2 separate regions of the Ovis aries genome follow, and region 1 is linked to region 2. The links are chromatin contacts, called in public Hi-C maps. All regions are on one chromosome and are shown on one strand. Each heading gives the region's core, a stretch centred on a gene start, on an enhancer-like site or on the middle of the called end of the contact. The rest is flanking DNA. Distances are from core to core; before and after follow the strand shown.

Region 1 (3,109 bases), core at 192-2,691, 160 kb before region 2:
AGTGGTGGAGCTGTAGAGAAAAGAGCCACAAATTCCTGCTCCTGAGATTGCTAAAGCCACCTTGAATAGCCACATTCCAGCTCCAGCTTCAGCAAAGCTGTTCACCTTTGCTGCTCTTATTCGCCTCTACACCTCCCTGTCTCTTAAGCTTCCTTGAATGGACCTCTATTATTTACATTTAAGTGACCCTGAAGAAACAGAATGATTCTGAGGACAAGTAACAGATTTAAAGCGATCTTATTTACTACAACTCTCTATATATCCCAGCAGAGTTATTTTAATAGTCAACAATTCTTTCATTTAACAATTTGTTCAACATAAAATCATTGAGCATGCTGTCTGTATTAGGTGTTGGGCTAGGTGGTAAAGGAGATACAGAGACGAATCAGACAGTCTCTCATCTAGAAGCATATGGTTCAATTGCGCTTTTCTACGTAGCGTGGTCTTTCATTACTCCGATTGTCAGATCAATGGTGACCAACTAGTTGCTAGGCAACTTGAAATCCAGGAATACAGGACTGATGCAGCTTCATTATGATATGAATTCATCTTTGAAATGTTTGTCAAGAATTGTGAAGGGTCTGGAATTTTCTTCTCCTTTAAAGCGATGATGTTAGCCTGCCAGAGTTTAATAGATGCTGGCAGAAGACGTGTGACTTCTGAGTCAGAAAAGGACTTTGTTACTCACAGCAAGGCAAGTCACATGAGCTTTATGTTTCCTTCTGGTCCTCTTGCCCCCAGGTCTCATGGGGGCATGGAGGGCAACTCCATGAATGTGTCATAAATGAGGAACACCAAGTATAGGGAACCCCTATCTTTTACAGTGAACTGTGATCAGACCTGCCTGACATTTACCCTGTAGGGAAACATCTTTATTATACTGGACAGTAGCTTGCCCTCCACTGTGGAAGAAGACACTACCTCTGTCTCCCAAGGATACTAAACAAACATTCTTGAAAAGACAGTCCAAAACATAGACAGTCAGTGTATGGCAACCCACTCCAGTATTCTTGCCATGGACAGAGTAGCCTGGCAGGTTACAGTCCATCAGGTTGCAAAATGTTGGATACTACTGAGTGACTATCATACTTTTGCTTGCAAGACATTTTACAGAAATTTTATAAATCCATAGAGAATTGTGTTCCAACAATATTGTTTCTCTGGATACTTTATAAAACAGTTCAAATGTTTGGTGCTTATTTCTGTTAACTCTTAAGTATCTACTTATTCTGAAATTGTCCTGTATTTCCCCATTTTTAGCATATTCTTTTAAGTAGGTGTATTTACCAAAACTGTATTTTTTTTTTTGCTTGTTTGTTTTATTTGACAGAAACCAATTTTCTGTAACTTAAACAAAAAAGAAAGTTAGTTGAAGGACACTGGATTATTTCATAATTCGAAGAACAACCCCTGACTAGTGCTGTTCTGGCACCTCATCAACAGAAGTCCATCGTTGTCTCTGGAGTATAGTCATTAGCATGCCTCAACATCAGTGGCTCTCAGTCCCTGCCGTTCTCCACTCCAAGTTTTAAATTCTCAGAGGAGAGGAGTGGAATGGGCCAGCCTGGCTAAGACTCTGCCTCTGTCTTTTCAATTATGCCCCAGGGGGAGGGACCGAAAAAGCGCACTAACCTAGTAAAACTTTGTCGTTCCCAAATTAGGAGAGAATTTCTTGGCAGCTTTGGAAACCTCCCGATTGCTTTCTTCTATATCTGAATTTTTTTTTTTTAATTTGACTTTACAATACTGTATTGGTTTTGCCATACATTGACATGAATCCACCATGGGTTTTGATTGATATTCCACTGCTCATAGAAAAATACAGTTATTGTTTTATACATTATTCTAGTTCTTAATCAATTAAATATATTTTGGCTTTACGTGTCATTTTCTTAGCCATCTCCTGCCGTTTCTCAATTTTGGGGACTGATCTAAGCCAATTTACTGATTCAAGAGTTTGGGTTAAGTATAGGTATTTTTTGGTGGTTGAGAATAGGTTGGACTATATTGATTTTCTTATCAATCTTGTTGTCAAGTGGTATGCAACAAGCAGAGCAAGGTTTAGCCCAAATTTTGTTACTATTAAATATTTATTAGTCAAAATATCAAGATCATTATGTCAACTATGAAAATTTATTTTTAACATCTTTCATGCTAATTAATATATATATTCTGGTATAGATTTCAATAATGCTGTTTGAAATACCAGAGTAGCCACCTCTATAACTGTGAATTTTCATAATTAGGGTAATTCCAAGATTACTTATTCAGCCCTGGAATGTGGGGTAATGTTACCTTATTACATATATGCATATATATATACAAGAGCCCTCCTACAGAAGTATTTTTAAAATAAATTACCAGACAGACAATACAATAAGGTCGAGATATAGGCATTTAGTCATGCACTCATGCTAATTTCCAAACTCCTTTGTAATTAACATTCCTCCTGGCCAGATTAATTGGGTTTGCAATAAGTAATCACATTTGTAATATTGCAACTGTTCCCAAATTAATTGCTCATGTGTTCAATGAGCCATTACATGTTCTCATTTAAAGCAGCTTAAAGAGTCCATGATTTTAAAGCTGTAGTCCTAAACATTCTGGGGAGAGGGGAACAGAATCATCTAAGAATATGTCAATAATATGATGGGAGCAATAAACCAGTGGTTCCCGAACTTTGAGAGGACATGAGAATCACCTCACTACTCATTGAAAATATAGATACCTTGGCCCCACCACCAGCAGTTCTGATTAAAGAGTTATCATGTGGGGTCTGGAAAAACTTGGAGGAGCATCACACACTTTCTTTCTAGAAAAAAGCACATACTCACATACTTCCAACTTTACCAGTGATTTTACTGTGAGTTTAGTCTAGTACAAATTTTCTGGAGACTCATTGCATATTACAATGACTGAGGGAGTTTTAAAACAATATTTCAGACCAATTAAATCATAATATGAGTGGTATAGGGTGACTAAACTGGTTTTTTTCCCCAACTGAGAATGGAGACTAGAGATTTTCCCCAACATATTAATTTGTTTACTGAATTAGACTCGCTTGACAGATACCTAGCAAAAATGATAATAAAAAGAGCTCAGTTACCCT
Region 2 (3,246 bases), core at 34-2,533:
GATTACAAATTCAGACTCACACTTGGGCATCTGGTTCAAGCTTGCCCCCTCTAGGTTACGGATCCTGTAATGCTAAGGAAAAACCAGCAGCCAACAGCTGCAGAGGTGCTGGTACAGGCATAACAGCTGGGGGCCAGTGAGCTATCTACCCACCCCAACCCCCCAGAAAATGTGTTCAATCATTTTGGTGTCATGCGCTGTTCTGCATGGCTTCTTGGAGTGAATTAGCAAAACGTGGCTTTTCTAGTAGAGTTATTAGAATAAGATACATGGTGCAGGGGTGAAAAAGCCACCAGCCCATGCAGGAGAGAGCCGCAAGAGATTTCCCCGGGGTGGGGAAAACCCCCTGGGGGAGGGTATGGCCACCCACTCCAACATTCTTGCCTGGAGAATCCTATGGATAGAGGAACAGCCCAGGGTACAGGGGTCACAAAGAGCTGGACAAGACTGAGAGCACACACACACATCACTGGAGGAAATCTGTATAAGGCAGCCTTCCCCAAATCTCCCTTTTTGGCTTGCAAACTAGAAAAAGGAGCTCCATGTGGATGAGGGCAGCTCTGGGTCAGCGTGCTTGGATGGGTGGGCTTGCTTCTGAGGGCGTGTGTGTGTGTGTGTGTGTGTGTGTGTGTGTGTGTGTTAGTTGCTCAGTCATGTCCAATTCTTTGTGACCCCATGGACTGTAGCCCACCAGGTGGCCCTTTCCATGGGATTCTCCAGCAAGAATACTGGAGTGGGTTGCCGTTCCCTTCACCAGGGGATCTTCCCAACCCAGGGATCGAACCCCAGTCTTCTGCATTGCAGGCAGATTCTTTACCATCTGAGCCACCAGGGTTATTGATGCCTCAAACTTTGGGGAGCTTGGACAGGAATGAAGTCTGAACAACTCACTCACTTGCTATCAAGGGTAGAGCAGGACAAGAGGCTGGGTGCCTTTTACCTTTGAGAGTTGGTGTAGACCCTGTAGAGGGTTTCTGAGCCAGGGAGAACCCAGCACTCTGGCCTTCCAGAATCTACAGCTCACCCATCCCCTTGTCAGAGCTAACGTGGCAGAGGTGGTTGGGCAGTGGTTGAGAGGCGGTTACTGGCTTGGAGCCCTGAAACACTGAGTAATTCCTAAGACGGCTGGGACCCAAGGCTCCATTCCAGACACTTCCACGTTGTCAAAAGAAAGGGAAAAAAAAAAAAAAAACACGCCACCACTCAGCCCAAGCTGTTGGAGACAGATCCCTTGGCTCTGAAGCAAGACCCATCCCTTTATGGAAGGACATTGTTGGAAAGTTCTACCATATAAGAAAGCCAGGATTCTTCCCCCCCCACCTTTTTTTTTAAATAAGGAGGGACCAGATCAAGAGTGAGGGCTCAAGAGGGAGGGCTGAAGGGAAGCGCATCACTTTTCCAGAAAGTTTTGAATCTACTTGGTTTTTAAAGACAGCAATTTGAGCTTCCCTTCAGAGCCCCTCCAATGAAAGGACCCACCACTTTTATGCAGCGTGTGCTGGGTTCGTGCTGTGGACTTGGTGAGGAGTCAGAAAGCATGGAGTGGATGATTTCAGAAGAAACAAGGAGAGGTAGATTGTACATCAGTTCCTCTAAACAACAACCAGGTGTGGTCAACAAAAATAGGCTGCTGCAGCCGCACTCTGAGTGCTTCCTTATTGGAGGAGAGAAAGGTAACCATCAGGGAGAAGGGGAACCATGTCAGCCGGTTACTGGAGTCAGGCAGATTGACTGCCTGGAGTGACGTCCCTGTCTGTGTAGACCAGCATGTGGGTCCGAGACACGGGAGGCTTAGAGACATGGACTCAGAGCCCCAGCATCGACTGTAAATCAAATTTCAGGTTTCGGGGCAATTAAGAGCTACTGCGAAAGTTTTGACAAGAGACATGATGCGATTGAATTATTTTAGAGCAGTACCATTTTTGTTTTAATTAGGACAAACCACAGTGACCAGGGCCGTGAGAGGACCCATAAGTGAGGTAATTCACTAACCAAACCAGTTGAGGAGCTGACAAGGCCTTTCTGAAACTGACACATTAAAGCTGCTGGGGGGAACCCTACAGACAAGAGTTGTGTTGGGGTGTTTTTCTGTCTTTTTTTTTTTCTGACAGACTTGGATCCCCCGCTTGATTTGTTCTCATCTGTGTCCATTAACACCAAAAATATACTGTTTCATCCCTCTGTGTCTTTATTCATGGTCGCGATTTGGACAAAGTGAAGATGTGAAACATCCAGGCTAGAGATGACTGACTTGTTTCTTTATCCCATTTTGAAAATAAACATTGCGTGTTTTTCTTACTTTCTCATTATCAGTCCTCTTGGAGGATTTTAGTCTGAAATCTGAATGTGCTTACCAGCTGGGAAAAATTTGACATTTACTTGATTCTGTCCCTTGGAAGTAAAAAAAAAAAAAAAAAAAAAAATTGGCAGGCTTATTAAACAACACGTCTGCTTATTTATTCCTCCAATCCCTCCCCAGGTTGTAGGCCCTTTTTCAAAGCTCTGATAGCCCTCTACTCAGTTTTCTAAAGGTAATTTCCCAAAGTGCTGCCTCTGGCCATAGAAAATGCCACGTAGGTTTCTGGGTTTATAAAGGCTGAGAAAGCTGCTTTGGTTACATTTTCAGCTTTTTTTGTGTGTGATTCTGGGTGGTAACACCCTGTTGCCAACATTATTCTTTCCTTCTTCTGGGAAGAGCCATAATTGTACTTGGCTTGGTTAACACAAAGGCCTCTGAAAACTATGAAGCTGATCCCTCTAGCGTTCTTTTGTGAAGACTACAGTGTAGAACGCCGACCGGAGAAAAACAGCCGCAAAATACCACAGACAATAGCTCCTGGAGTCAATCTGTTTCTCAGATGACATTAATAAAATGACTTACAATAACAATGCTTCGTGCTACGTATTTACAAAAGAGAATGTTGGCTCTTTTCTACAATCTGTCTGCACATTTCAAGGGTGCAGTTGGTTAACATTATTGGAGGATGAGTGGCATTGAGAATTGTCTGAACACGTAATAAACAATTTAAATAATATAGCCAGACTTATCAGAGGTGCAGAGGCAATGTAAATATGCCTCATTTTCAGAAATGAATTTACTGCACTGTTTAGGATTGTCTGACTATATTATAGGCTTTTTCTGTTCATACACAGAAGAGAAGAGATTTCATATATTTTTGCATTCTTCTTCCAATGCTTCCTGATGTTCAACAAAAGAGTATGCTATCTTCTTCATGTTTTTTAACA

What was found. A called contact is a pair of places that touch in the nucleus more often than the background predicts.
Region 1: a contact with region 2 is called in a Hi-C map of tail adipose tissue, with 9 times the contacts expected there. The contact joins two enhancer-like sites. A contact is called at or near these places in 8 of 16 Hi-C or Micro-C datasets (hypothalamus, liver, mesenteric adipose tissue and 4 more).

What each region holds. Positions count from the first base shown.
Region 1 is chr4:12,596,608-12,599,716 of ARS-UI_Ramb_v3.0, reverse strand. It overlaps LOC132659661 (a long non-coding RNA gene), which reads left to right. Exons shown (of 3, transcript XR_009600324.1): 3 at 1-3,109. Among named protein-coding and RNA genes, the nearest start is that of COL1A2, 45 kb to the right of the region's middle. Within about 2 kb of position 1,441, at least 3 of the 54 cell types and tissues checked have an H3K27ac peak or open chromatin away from gene starts, as enhancers often do. A contact at or near this core is called in tail adipose tissue, where this site is marked.
Region 2 is chr4:12,437,243-12,440,488 of ARS-UI_Ramb_v3.0, reverse strand. No RefSeq gene overlaps it. Among named protein-coding and RNA genes, the nearest start is that of COL1A2, 110 kb to the left of the region's middle. Within about 2 kb of position 1,283, at least 11 of the 54 cell types and tissues checked have an H3K27ac peak or open chromatin away from gene starts, as enhancers often do. A contact at or near this core is called in tail adipose tissue, where this site is marked.